Linked DNA regions of Gossypium hirsutum: region 2 is linked to region 1. Evidence: chromatin contacts called from public Hi-C data. All regions are on one chromosome and are shown on one strand. Each heading gives the region's core, a stretch centred on a gene start, on an enhancer-like site or on the middle of the called end of the contact. The rest is flanking DNA. Distances are from core to core; before and after follow the strand shown. Region 1 holds the start of LOC121209779. Region 2 holds the start of LOC107924644 (pentatricopeptide repeat-containing protein At5g48730, chloroplastic).

Region 1 (7,321 bases), core at 1,605-4,104:
GTTGTAGGCTTTAGAGATGCTATGCGAAAGTTGATTCATTGGCCTATATTTATATTCTCCAATTTCATGTGGTCTTTCTCGAGTCTTTAAAAAAACTTATTTTACTTATTCAGAAAAGACCTTTCCTTCCAGCTGTTCATTTATTATATTATTTCAATTATAGAATATTATTTTTTCATTTATGTTTTATTTTACTTTTTTAATTATGCGTTAACATGATATGCATTATCTATTTTAATTTGATTCTATATTCACCATTAGATTTCTGAAATATCAATATTATGAAGTGGCCATTCATAAAATGACGAAATCAGATCGTGTACTTACGAACTCATTCAATTTTGTAACTTCATCCGCAGTTATGAGCTTATTCAAAGTTGCGAGCTCATCAAAGATGCAAACTCAACCCGAATTGCGAGCTGTTAAAGATTTTGGCTAACTGCAAAACGAGGTGTGAGCAAGGTTCACATCTGCTGAAATCAATGTTTTTTGTTTAGTCTGTTTGTTAAATTACCTTTTGTCTTTTTTAAATTTTATTTTACTCTATTTTAATTTGATTACAGCAGATTTCTTGAATGTCAATGTTAGTAAGTGTAATGAGTTTGTTGATTCATTTGGCAATTAATATATGTCCCATATATACACTGAATTAAGAGGAAATGATAGTGAACATCCTAAAGGGATGGCTAGTGTGAACAAGTGTGCTATGATGTAATTTCTCCTTTCACAGTGAGACAAAAAACTTTTAAGTCATTTCAGAAAATATGGAACAAATATATTAATTATACTAATTTCATGGTCTTTGTTCCCAGCTACTACTGTAATTTCTAAGCATTAACACTAATGCACTTGGACAGTGTTGTTATTATAATGTGGTGTACTACTATTTATGCATTTCAATAATATTATTAATTTCTAGTATTAATTGTGATTTAGAAGATAATTTATAATTATTCAATCTTTGTTTTTTATTTTTTTATAGCACAATTAGAAATAATTTATTTGCTTTGGTTGTTTTCAATTTATGACGTTAATATTCTAGCTTAATAATTAAGTATTATTATATATTTGATTTGATTTGATTTATTTATAAATAAATCATTACAATATATGTAAAAATAAATTAAAATATAAATTTATTAATATATATAATAAATTCAATTAAACAAAGAAAAGATAATAAATTCTTAAATATATATTTGTTTCATTTAAAACAATTTTTATGAAATATTTTCAGGAAATCTGCCAAATAATAAAAAATATTTTACACAGATTCATCCAAATATCCAAAAAGTAAATTATTTCTAAAAAAGTAAATTATTTTCTAAAAATTATTTTCTGAAAAATATTTTATTGACGGATCCTAAGTATGTAATTGCTGGACTGTTGAATGATCTTTAGTTTTGAATTTGTCAATTTTACAGCGCTTTTAATGAAGTGGATGTGAGTGTAGAGATGCCACTAAAGTCACAAAAGAAAAAAAAATCTATGGTATATTTATCAAAACATTCTAATCATGAGCTTTAAAAAAAAGCAGGCTTTTTACTTATGCAAACATGTCTTGAAAGCCTGTAAAAATATAGGTTTATGATAGACTAAGATGTCCTTAAAAGGCCTATAGTTTTATTGGTATTGAATATTATTATGTTTGATAATTGTAGTAATTTAATATATTCTTATATAGGAACCTCAAAAAGGCTGTTTTGCCCAATTCAACTTAAAAATGCAACAAACAACTTTAATGCTACTATTAAGGATTTAGTCTTCTGATCTATATTGGTTAAGTTCGATATACTCGTATTGGCAGAACAACAATTCAACTTCAACAATTAAGACGATTGTCGAAATAACTTAATTAGGAATCACATATTACATGCTTTGAAGATGCATTTGTAAAATTTTAATCAACATAGCATTTTGTTTATGGTGATATGCATCTTTTAATCTAAAGAATTATACCAATAGCAATATTAAATAAGACCTTAATACGAAACATTTCCATATTTAATACAAGCTAATGGCATCATGTAATTTTTTATTAATGTATGAACATTATATTTCAATGTAAAATATAATTCTTAAGCTATTTATTACTTATAATATTTTGTTTTTTAATTTAGAAGATAATTAAATTATTGGTTTTACTAATGATATTCTAGCGCATTAAATATACAATTTAAAAATAATAAAGTAAGCTATATATTATTTTTTTAATATTATATATTTTATTTTTATTAATTCGTATTTTAATAATAATTATATTAAGAATGTTATTAAATTATTAATGATTATTTTTATTAAATTATATTTAATAATCATTATATTATAATATGAATATATTATTTTTATTAAATTTCATTTAATAATAATAATAATAATATCTATCTAAAAAAATTCTGCTAAGAGTAATCTTATCTTTTTAGTTTTTTTCTTATGTTATTATAATATCATTTCATTCAATCAAATAATAATTATAATTTTATTTCATTATAGCAAATCAAAATAATGTAAAATTTTTTTCATTATAATTTTATTTTATGACAGCCCTATTTAATTCTAGTACACTACATATGCCGTTAATATTAGGTTTTTTTTTTTGTGCGTGCTATATATTTTAATGGGAAACCATTTGTAATCGTATGTGCGAGAAATTAAGTCTTGACGGAATAGTGCGACAATAAATAAGTCTTAACAAAATCAAGAGTAAAAAGCCCAATTGGACTCTCTTCAAGTCGTCCATTTGTTCTCAATAAACTCGTGTATAGGCCTGTTTCCTAGCTTGTCAGCAGTTCTTCATCTGGGTGGATTCCTTTCCTTGTTTCTAATATAAATAGGGAAGTTTCTCTTTCAGCTTTGCTGGTCGCTTAGAAATCAAGAGAATTAAGAGACTCCTCACGTTTCTCCTGGCGATTCCCGATGTTCTTTGTTTGATCTTTTTCCTTCTCTAGTTCTAAATCAACTAAGTTTCTTGAATAAGCAATAGTTTCTGGGTTTTTCTTATTTGCTTGGTTTATTGGACATAAGATTACAAGGACCAATGGCTGACAATGATCAAGGTGAAGATGATAAACGAATCAGAGTCCGAGGCCAAGGTCGAGGTCGATGTCGAGGTCGCCCACGCAAAAGGAAGCAACCTGAAGCATCTTACTTTTCAACGTCTACTCTACCAACAGATTATAACAGTACGTCCAATTCTTGGAGTAAGAATTATCGTTATGGAACAACCTTTCTTGGTGCCCCCTCTTTGGCAAACCGACTGTCATTTAAGACTGCTTGCACTATATGCAAGAAGGAGATGGACTCTCCTATGATTTGCATCAACACTGATTTTCTATGCCCTTCCTGCAATCACTGCTTTTTGGCTTCAATCAAATCTTCAGTTTCCCAAAATCCACAACCAGAGGTTTTGCCACCTCTCTCTTCAACTATCTTCCGAAGCCAATTTCTTGAAATAATGAATCATCCCTACAGCACAGATTTACCGGTATACAGTATTTATGATCAATATAAACTTGCACTGAAAGATCCACGTTTCTTCCGTATCATGCTGGACCTTGTATCTATTATAAAAAACAAACCTCTCCCGTAAGCCTTTTTCTGTTTCTTATTTCACCCTATTGTTATTATTTAAATATGTTCTTGATTTTAAGATTTTTTTTCTCTGTGCAAATCGCAGAGTTCCTATATTCCAGGGAAAGGAACTCAACTTGCATCCGATTTTCGTCCAAGTTACTTGTCGAGGTGGCATACGTAAGGTAAGATGAAACAATTTTAGAACTGCAAGCAGCTCTTGGTTCTTTCAGCTGTTTAAATGACTTTTATTGCAATGTGCAATATTGCAGGTTGTTCGGGAACGAAAAATGCAAGAATTGTGCGCTGCACTTGCTGCAAATTTAAGTGCTGGGGTCGTATATAAAATGTATATGAAATGGTTGTATGACTTAGAATCCTGGTTCTTTGATTCCCCTCCTGGTGAGTATTTACAAACTTCTTCAACTTCATTTGCAAGAGGACATCTAATGCAAGGGTTACTAGAAGGACAACCATCATCACAACGAATACAAGCAACAGCTCCATATAGAAATCCAGCATCAGTGAATACCAATAGGCAGTCGACTAGCTTGCAGGCTGGTTTCGACTTCGGTTTGACATGCCATCTGTATAGTTCATCTTCCAGACCATGTCCAATGCCAGGGGTGATAGGGGGAGAACCATCATCTTCAAATTTGGGTTCAGCAATAGCAAATAACAATCGGCTCTGGATTACTGAACCCTCCGCCTATGATTACTACTCCGATTTCGACTACAATTTGGATTTTGATTTCGCTTCACCAGATCATCCTTTCAGTTCACTTCCCAAACCACATCCGATACAAGGATTGATAGAAGGACAACCATCAGAACAAGGTCTTACATCATTTGCAGATCTCAATTCAGCAATTGCCAATGATCAGATAACTTTCATTGATGATGGTCAGTTAAGAAATTTCTCTTCATCTTCTATATGGAACTGTCATATCAACTATTCAATATATTGTGAACCTATTTCAAACGGGGCCTGAATCAAGTTTAGCACTACCGGGTACTACATCTCGAGACTTTGAAGACAATACTCAAGACTTTGCCCCTGCTGGTTTGAGCCAATAACTCATAATTTCTTTAGCTAATGCAACATAAAAGTTGGTCTTCACGTCTAACACTATGGCCCCAATGCTTATTCTCACAGACGAGCAAAGTTCAAATGTGAGCTCGGATTGGGTTCCAATTGAATGGGAAGTTCAGCCTGAGGTCCCAGTCCCAGATGTATATTCCACAGGTATCCATGGGAGCACCCCAGGCATTGGTATGTCCAAACAATGGCTAACCATAGAATGTCGGTTTTCACTTTGTTATGTCTTTCACCACGTTGACAAAAGTTGCTTTTTAGCACCTTTTTGAAGATCCATCTCATAATGAGCGGAATACGGTGGGATCAACCGAAAGTAGGGATGGCAACTATGAGAAAGGAGCTTCATCAACAGGTACTGTCACCAGCATCAGCGCTGAACAGCAGCCAAGTAATGACAGAAAACCAGAAAGTCCCAACAAGGAAACTCCTCCGACGTATGTTCCTACCCGACCTGGACAAGAAAAGACAGAGTAATAGCAAACCAGAGTGTGAGATTACAACCTTCATAGATGAAGAAAGAGTAGCAGTCAAGAATAGAATAGGATAGAAAATACATTTTTCAAGTTGAAAGCGAACCTCTTTTTTTCTTTTATACAAAACAGGTTGCAGTTTGGATAAGGAAAAGAGTTAGAAAGATGTTGAGATTGGAGATGGAAGTTTACTTTTTCCAATGATAAAAGAATCCAGATTCATATTACGAAGTTGAACCAAATATTCAAATCAGGATAACGCTTTTTAACAGTTTATGATAAAAGGAGATAATTCTCATCATTAGTTTAAATAAATATATCTGTAATTTGAAAAAGGAAACACAAGTTATACTATTTGATTATACCAAACGAGGTGGTTGTGCTAACCCTGAATAATTTGCATATATTTGAATGTGACATACATGCATGGTTTCATAGTGTTGAAAGGTGGCAACAATGCAGCAGCATGCAAGTGACCAAGCCACAATGCAGCAACATGCGAATGTCCATGGTGTAATTCGGCTGTATAACTTTTTTTGTAATAGTTGACTTTTGTTAGTTTGGTTGTAAACTTTTTCCGTTATGTTCAGTTAAGGGTTAATCATGTATTTAGCTGATTTAATAGTCATTTAGGTTGTCTTTAAGTTGATTTAACAGCTTGGATACTTGCACAAGCAAGTTTTGTTTTTTACCAATGTAATTGAACTACCTACGTACATGGCATATTGCTTATTCAAGTAATGAGAAGAAAATCTTTCTATCTCTCATCAAACATCCGTTTTTGCTTCTGTTTCTCATGTTTTCAAACACAATTTTTGTTGTTTTGATCATTAGTTATTGATTTAAACTCAACAAATGGTATCAAGAGCCTGTCATCTTTGTAGACCTTTTGTAACAGCCTAAGTTTCAGTGTTTGAGATCACTAAATCCGACGGGTGAGTTGAAAATTTAATAAATTAATACCTATGAGTCAAATGTGAATATAAAAGTATTTTTGAATTAGTGAATTTGGTGATTTAAAAGAATTAATTAGGTAAATTGGGTCGAGAATAAGGTATCGAGACCTCGAATTCATAAATCGAGCCATAAATATTTTTAGAAATATTTATGGAGTGTTGGTGAGGTAGTAATAAAATTTAGTCAGAAAATTTTGACGTTTGGGTGGTTAATTAAATAAAAAGGACTAAATTGAAAAGGGTGTAAAAGTTGCTAAAAAGATTAAATAGCTCAATTGTCAAATGAGGAAGGACCTAAAGTGAAAATAAGCCCAAAGGAGATATTTTGGGCTGCAATAGCTGAGAAAATTCAGGAAATGGGTGAAATAAGGGCAAAATTGAAAAATTGACAAAATTGGCTAAATAAAAATGGGACTAAATTGGAATATCTAGAATTCTCTTCATTTCTCTTCATATTCATCAGCTGAAAAACAACCATGGAGGAGGGTTAAAGCTGGTTTTCATACTCTAGCTTCATTTAAGTTTAATTCTTGCTTTCTCCTTGAAATTTTTATGTTTTTGGACTTTTACAATTGGGTCCAACTTACTATTTCATTAGTTTTTGATTCCATATCTAATTTTTGAAGATTTTTATGGATGAGTTCTGGAAGTATATGATGATTTGTCATGGAATTAGAGTTTTAAATTGTTTATATTCTGATTTTATTGAAAGAATTGAATAGAAAGTGAATGTTTGGGACTTAATTGTAAAAGAGTTTGAAGTTAGAGTTTTATGTGAAAATTCTGAATTTCAATAGTTATGAAATAACTTATAATGTCTATAAAAAGTATTAATTGAGAAAATTATCTTAATTGAGGGGTTAATTGAGCAAGGACTGAATTGTATGAATTGTGAAATTTGGGGTAAAATGGAAATTAACATTTTGCACTAAAACTGTTTTGGGCAGCAGCAGTAGTTTAACTTTGAAAAATCACCAAAAATTGTATAAATCAAATTAGAGGATGAATAAAATATGAAATTAAAGCTTATTGAGTCTAGTTTCTTATAAAAAAATTATGTAAGCAATGGAATTGTAAATCATGAGATACAATAACTTTTGTGAGACAAGGTCAGAATGATTTTGGGTTCCCCTGTTCTGAATTTGGAAAATCATAAAAAATTGGATAAAAATAATTAGAGGCTTAAATTTATATTTTTAGAATCTTGAATGAGTCTATTTTCAAGA
Region 2 (7,321 bases), core at 2,495-4,994, 230 kb after region 1:
ATGTTTATTTTGGGAAATAGAAAAACAAATATTGAGTTAAATCAAATTATAAAGTACTGAGCTAAAAGTTCAAGAATTACTTGTAATTAAACCCGATATGTGAGAAGCCCAAAAACCCTTCATGTTTAAAAGAGTGACGACAAATCCTAGTATGTTTAACCAGGGTTGTTGCCCCCTATACCTCTAGTTAGACTAGGCGTTTGTTTTTCTATTTGAAATAGACTTCTACAATTCAACAAGATTTTACTTCTTCTCCCTATAAATAGATGAAAAAATACACAACTTTAATATATTGTTACTCTGCCCGAAAATAGTGAGAATGTATTCTTTGAGTATTAAATATATTTTTTGGAATAACAATTATGTCGATTTTTATTGATAAGAGTTTTTCATTTTCATAGAAGTAAAGAAAATTATTTCTACTTTTGTGTTTGATTCGAATCGTTCGAGCCCACACTCGAAGCAACTTGTGGTATAAGAATAATAGAGAAGGACATTCGATTGAAAGCCAGGAACGATAAAGGATCTATCTAGCAAAAAATACAGGTAAAATTTCAATAAATGGTTTATTGCTATAAATATCACAAATCAACTCAATTTTCAAAATAAATCAACTCAATTTTCAAAATTTTTATTTTCAGTTAGTACAAAAAAATCGTTTTCAAACAAAAAAAAATTCTAATAAAAAGTTGATCCCCAAGTCTAACCTCATAGCACAGTTGATCCCCAAGTCTAACCCCATAGCACCGATATTTAACTCTCACAAAAGAGCTAACTTCATATCCGAGCTCGGATTGGGATCCAAGAGAAAGGGGAGTTCAGCCTTTGCAACAAATGATTGAGGTCCCGATATCTTTTCCAGAGCCATCCATGGGAGCACCCCAGACATTGGTATGGCCAAACAATATATAGAAGTGGAAACCAACTCGTTAGGAATTTCTAAATCACAATTACTACTTTTGTTTTACATTAATCATAGAATGTTGAATTTCACTATGTATGTCTTTTACTATGACAAAAGTTGCTTCTGGCCACCTTTATGAAGATCCATCTCATAATCAGCCAACGATGGCAGGATCAACCGAAAGCAGGATGGCAACAATGAGAAAGTGGCTCCATCAAGTAATATCATCAGCATCAGGGATGAACAGCAGCCAAGTAGTTCCTCTCCGAGTTCGAAAAGCAAAAGGCAGAGTTAGCAAAGCAGAGTGAGATTACAACCTTCACCGATGAAGAGTAACAATCAAGAATAGTACATAAAGTTGAAAGAGTATAGATATTAACCAACTGTTTCCATACTGCATTCAACGGTTTGCCATAGGAGGGAACTTTAAAGTTGAAAGGGTTTCTTTTTTCTAACAAAAGGAACGTCATGGAGTTGGGATAAAAAAAGAAAAGAAAAGAGTTCGGATGTTGAGATGTTGGGATTTAAATTGAAGGATGTCACCTCTGGTTCAATGAATGTTTAATTTTCTCAACAATAACAGCACCCATAGAGCTATTAAATTACAAAGCAGAATTAAATGATGCAAAATTATACAGAAGTGGTGATCTGTATTTCATTTTACTCATGCTGCTGATGTACATTTACAACATAAGGGGAAAAAAAATGAAAATATACATTAGATCTCAGTAATATGACCTGTAATATTCTGGTTGTCGGAAATCAGGCTTTGGCATCCCCAAAGATGACCCTGCCGCTGACTCAACAAGATTGCGAAGCTCCTTTGCATGGCTAGTCATACCACTGATAGAGTAAGCCTTAATCATGGTTCTATATGTGATCTTATCAGGTTTATATCCTTTTTGCTTCATCATTTCAAGCACCCCCTTCATCTCTGCAAAGCATCCCATCCTACCGTAAGCATCCACTAGACAGTTGAAGAACACAATGTCCAATGTTACATCCGAATTCTCAATGATCCGCAAAACACCAGCGATTTTTTCAGCTTTCCCAGCTTGACCATAAGCCCTTACAAGAGAGCAAAGTGTGACACAACTAGGCTTGATTCTTTCTGACCGCATTAGCCTAAACAAATACTCCACCTGTTTCAAATCACCAGCCCTTCCAAAGGCATCTATCACTACATTGTAGGTAACAATCGTCCACGAGTAATGGTATTTTTGCATATATTCCATTACAGCACTCATCTTCTCGTAGTTTCCAGTTTTTCCATAAGAATCTAGCAGAATGTTGAATGTCTTAATATTGGGCTGGATACCAGCACTCTGAAACTTCTCGTAACACTTCTCCATGGTTTCAATTTGCCCACTGCTGCCAAAGGCTCTAATTGTGGAGTTCATGGTCCAAACATCTGGTTCACAATCCTTCCCTCTAAGCATCTCCACGAGTGTCATTTCCATCTCTTGAAACCTTTCAGTAAACCAAAAGAATGAGTTACTTTCGTGTAAGTGGACTTGAAATTTTGTTATAGACTATAGTGCATATAATTTGGCAGCCAGACAGAGCATATTCCTGAAATCATAGAGAAGGATTAACAAGATACATTTTTGCTTTGCCGTAGGCATCGATAAGGGTGTTGTATGTAACTGTGTTGGGCCTGATTCCCCGACTTGCCATGTCGGAAAGCAAGGCGCGTACTTTATCAAAGGCAAAAACCTGCAGGCATGATTTGATGAGGATGGAGTAGGTCTGCACATCAGGGTGACAAATAGGAGTGTCTTTCATCTCCTCTAAAAGGGAAAATGCTTTATCAAAGAGACCGCTACGACTGTAGGCAGACAAGAGAGCAGTGTAGGCTTCATGGTTCATAACACAACCTTCATCGCTCATAGCCTGAAAGAGCTCATAGGCTTTATCAGGCTGCTTGCATTTCCCAAGCAAAACAATAAGCTTGATGTATATAGCAGCGTTGGGTCTATACCAAAGCTGCTCCCGTAGTAACTCAAAAACCTGAAAAAAGAAATGTGATGACCTTGGTATTATCATTAGAATATGTGCGTGATATAGGAAGCTAAACTTGTTTCTCAAAGCAACAATGAAAAGGAATAGAGAGCACTGTTAGATTTTTAAGATAAAAATTTCAGTATCTCTTCCACTTTAACTTGTTTACAGAAGTGGTTAAGCAAAATTTGAAAAGCAAAAGGAAAACTCAAGATTTCAACCAGACCTTAAGAGCAGATTCCCAACGCAAAGCAGTGATTCTCTCGTGAAGGGCTTCAAGAACAGTCCTCGGAAGCAACTTCTTGGAATTGTTGGGTCCTCTCTTTTTTTCGATAAAAGCCTTGGTGGCCTCTCTTCGCATAATGACGGAAATAGCCTTCCTTGAAGCTATCTTCCTGTTCACTTCTTCTCTCCTCCCTCTCGTCTCTCTCTGCTTCAATTCCTCGGCAATTACAAGTCTTCCCTTTTCTCTTCCTCTCTCACTCACCGTTAAGCTCCTCGTTTCCTCTTCTTCGTCTTCGTTTGGAGCAGATGTTTCGGATTTGGAAGCGGATACGGGCGAAACCCGGAGGGGCTTAAGGCTAGGCGACGGTGGCCGATTGACAGCGGGTAGAAATGTGTGGGGGTGACTGCAGAGAGAGGCCATTTAGATTTGCAGAGAAATTGAGCACCAGAAATATAAGTGGAGTTGGTAAGGTAAATTTTCAGATATTTTCACTGTTGGGCTTTGGTTATTGTATTCTATTTTGGATTGTTTGGGTTTCCCCTAATATTAAGTGTTGTCGAAATCCCCGCTTTACAAGTAGTGTTAGACCTTTAAATCTGTATTCAAACTATTTAATTATATATACCTATATCTTTACAATAGTTTTCTATCTATCTAGTCGGGTTTGAGTTGAGCTTTAATAAAATTTTAGGCTCGATTAATAGATTTGAACTCATCTCAAAAAATAGGTCTAATTTTTTTCCAAGCTCAACCCAAATTATATATGTTAAACTCGATTTCAAACCGACCCGACTTGTATTAAAGCTTATAGTATTAATACTTGCTACGAGGTATCGATACAATGAGGAGGATATTGATACTCAAGAAATATTTCTTTAATTTTTAAAACATTGAGTCTTAAAACGGTATTGATACTTTCGTGAAAGATATCTGGGCTGGGCTCGGCTCAGACTAATGAAAGTTTATTCGAAGCATGGCCTATTTTCTAAATAGGTTTTCTCTTTTTTTGTTCAAACCCTTTTTCTTAGCCTATATTTTTGCTCAAATTATCTTATTTTTTGGGTGAGCACTAACCTCACTCATGGTCAAGTTTACTATTTACTAAGGATTTGGGAGTATTAATCTTACCAGCTTGTCCACTGTTCTTTGCAAAATTGTGACAAAACTTCCGCCTTATATCAAAAGCATGTTAAGCTCCGTTTGTTTGCCAGTAAAACGTTTTTCGAAAAATAATTTCTGGAAAATAATTTACTTTTTTGGAAATGATTTACTTTTCTGGTGTTTGGATGAATCTGTGTAAAATATTTTTCGTTGTTTGGCAGATTTCTTGAAAATATTTTTCGAAAAAGCTGTTTTTACATATATTAATAAATTTATATATATTAATAAATTTATATTTTAAATTGTTTTTACATATTTTGCAATGATTTATTTATAAATAAATAAATCAAATTAAATATATAATAATACTCAATTATTAAGCTAGAATATTAATCGTCATAAATTGAAAACAACCAAAGTCAAATAAATTATTTATAATTATGTTATAAAAAATAAAAAACAAGGATTGAATAATTATAAATTAGCTTCCAAACTATAATTTATACTAAAAATTAATAATATTATCCAAATACATAATTAGTAGTGCACCACATAATAACAACAACATTGTCCAAGTGCATAACTAATTTACACCACATTAAAAGTATCAATATTTTCAACCTTGAGAAATTTTTTGAAGCCAAATTTTTCTATGCTTCTTACTTTTACCTAAAAAAAACTTTGGCCTCGGATTCATGACTCACTAGATAATCAAACACAGAACACATGAAGTCATCATCAAATCCTTCTACCTCCATCGACATCACTTCTTCGTAAAGATGTGGTGTCTTACCCGCAGTAAATTGTTCCAAAGCATTAGCAATTTTGCCAAGTTGTTCACCCACAAATTTAATTTGATCATCAACGGCACTTTCTTGAGCATTTTTTCTTGTACATTTGGATGTACCAGATGAAGATACTTTTGTTCTTACCTCTTCAGTCTCTTCATTGTTGCAGTCTATAGGCACTAAATCTTGGTTACTATCATCCAAATCTATATCAGCAAATGTTCGGGCAAATCTCCCTGTTGCCATATCTTTGCCAACAACCAAAGTCATTTCATCGTAATGATCAATGATTTTATTCAAAAATGGTTCATACTTCTTGTGTGCCACATGTTGGATATTATACACAATTAAAATAACAAGTAAAAAACAATTGAAATATACTTAACATATATAAACATATATTACCATCACTGCTGCATCATATGTCGCTCTATCACATATGATCATTTTCATGTTATTATCCCATCCAAAACCACTTTCACCCCGGATTGTGCATATAATCTGCCACTGGTTTTTTACAATCCTCAAATGATTTTCCACATGCTTCACATCACATTGGACTTGAAATCTTTCAGAAATAGCTTCGGCAACTCGATTAATAGAAACTGCTTTGAAAGTATTAAAAGGCTTATTTCCTTTCTGGGCCTCCTCAGCTAGAATTTCAAGAAAAAGATGTTCCATCAGTTTTGTCCACCTGAATTGCTTGGAGGTCCCTTCTTTGTTACCCTTATCCATTCTACATTAATAATTGTCATTGTCAATCATTTCAATATCCAACAAGCTTAAAACATAATAAATTCAATATCTAACAAGCTTAAAACATAATTAATATCTAACAAATTCAAGACATAATAATTTCAAAATCCAACAAACTAAAATTTCAATATCATTATTCAGCCAACATTAACAAAAAAAAATTTAATACTAAAACATACATAACATAAAAACAATAACCCTAAGCCCTAAACCTACATAATATTTCTAGCCATATAATCAGTCCACATAGTTTGTACAATTTCATCTCTCTTAGTAAACCATTCTCTTACTTCTCGCTCTGTAAGAGTTGGTATTATCAAATCAGACTCAGGCTCCTCGTATAGTCCTTGATTAAGTAAATCACTAAGATCAACTCTCATTATATGATTATGAATGATACAACAAGCCAAAATTACATCTACTTGAGTTTGAAAATTCCAAAATGGTTTAACATCTAATACACGAAACCGTTTCTTCAAAATCCCAAAAACAAGTTCAATAGTGATTCGCAATGATGAATGATGAAAATTAAAGAGTTCCTTTGCATTTTCAATGCCCTGAGCACTAAACTCTTTTAAATGATATCTGACACCATGATATGGGATAATATATCCATTTCGGATGTCATATTCAGCATCAGCAAGACAATATTTACTTACAATTTTACAAAATATAATTAATACTAATAAATTATGAGCTTACTAGAACTATTTGGTATTTAATGATAATTATTACCTTCCAGAATTCTTAATTCTCTTGGGAGTGAAAGTGCATCACTTAAAATACGAGAATCATGTGCACTACCTTCCCAACCAGCTAGAACATAGGAAAATTTCAAATCAAATGTAATGGCAGCCAATACATTTTGTGTCGTCCCCCCTTTACGGCTACGAAATCTTCCTTGAATGCTAAACGGAACGGATGCATGAACATGAGTTCCATCTAATGCTCCAATACAATCTTTCTTTAAAATAAGGATAAAACCTTGGATTGTTTTTTTATTTCACTAGGGGTTGACTCATCAGGTAATCTAATAACTAGCTTATACAATTTCAAAATAGCTCTCAATACAACCTTAAAGTAACAGTGAATTGTCTCAGTTGATCTATAATATCTAGATCCAATCACTCGAAACCTTACATTATGACCAATTATATGTAAAAATATAACTACTTGCTCCCTAATATTCACATATTTAGTTGATTGTAACAAATTATTCCTACTAAGAATATTACACAAATTAAAAAGGGAAATCGATCTCATCCTTATCACATCAATACAATTGTGGTCACCATTATATAAAATACTATTAATATAATATTCTCTTTCATAATCTCGATTCACACAAGGGTGAGAAGTAATTTTCTTCCTAGTTTTTAATTTTTTAATCCAAAGAGCCCCAAAGTTAAAACTGAAGCCACGACTCCGACAATTGCATTTTGATCTTGACTACGATCCATCTACACAAAATAATGCGACACAAATATTTGATCACTACAAAAAAGATGCAAGCTTTTCATAAGATCACATATATGAATAAAGTTA

What was found. Hi-C and Micro-C count contacts between places; a contact is called where the count stands out from the background.
Region 2: a Hi-C map of leaf shows a contact between it and region 1, with 2.9 times the contacts expected there. The contact joins the promoter of LOC107924644 here to the promoter of LOC121209779 in region 1. A contact is called at or near these places in 3 of 34 Hi-C or Micro-C datasets (callus, hypocotyl and leaf).

The regions. Positions count from the first base shown.
Region 1 is chrA11:16,701,454-16,708,774 of Gossypium_hirsutum_v2.1, forward strand. LOC121209779 reads left to right here and starts at 2,855. Exons shown (of 3, transcript XM_041081222.1): 1 at 2,855-3,585; 2 at 3,677-3,755; 3 at 3,843-5,741. The coding sequence starts at 3,038. The coding sequence ends at 4,562.
Region 2 is chrA11:16,925,715-16,933,035 of Gossypium_hirsutum_v2.1, forward strand. LOC107924644 (pentatricopeptide repeat-containing protein At5g48730, chloroplastic) reads right to left here and starts at 3,745. Exons shown (of 4, transcript XM_016855180.2): 1 at 3,132-3,745; 2 at 2,508-2,914; 3 at 1,643-2,374; 4 at 930-1,221. The coding sequence starts at 3,551. The coding sequence ends at 1,215. LOC107922906 (a long non-coding RNA gene) reads right to left here. Exons shown (of 4, transcript XR_001691459.2): 4 at 4,775-5,756.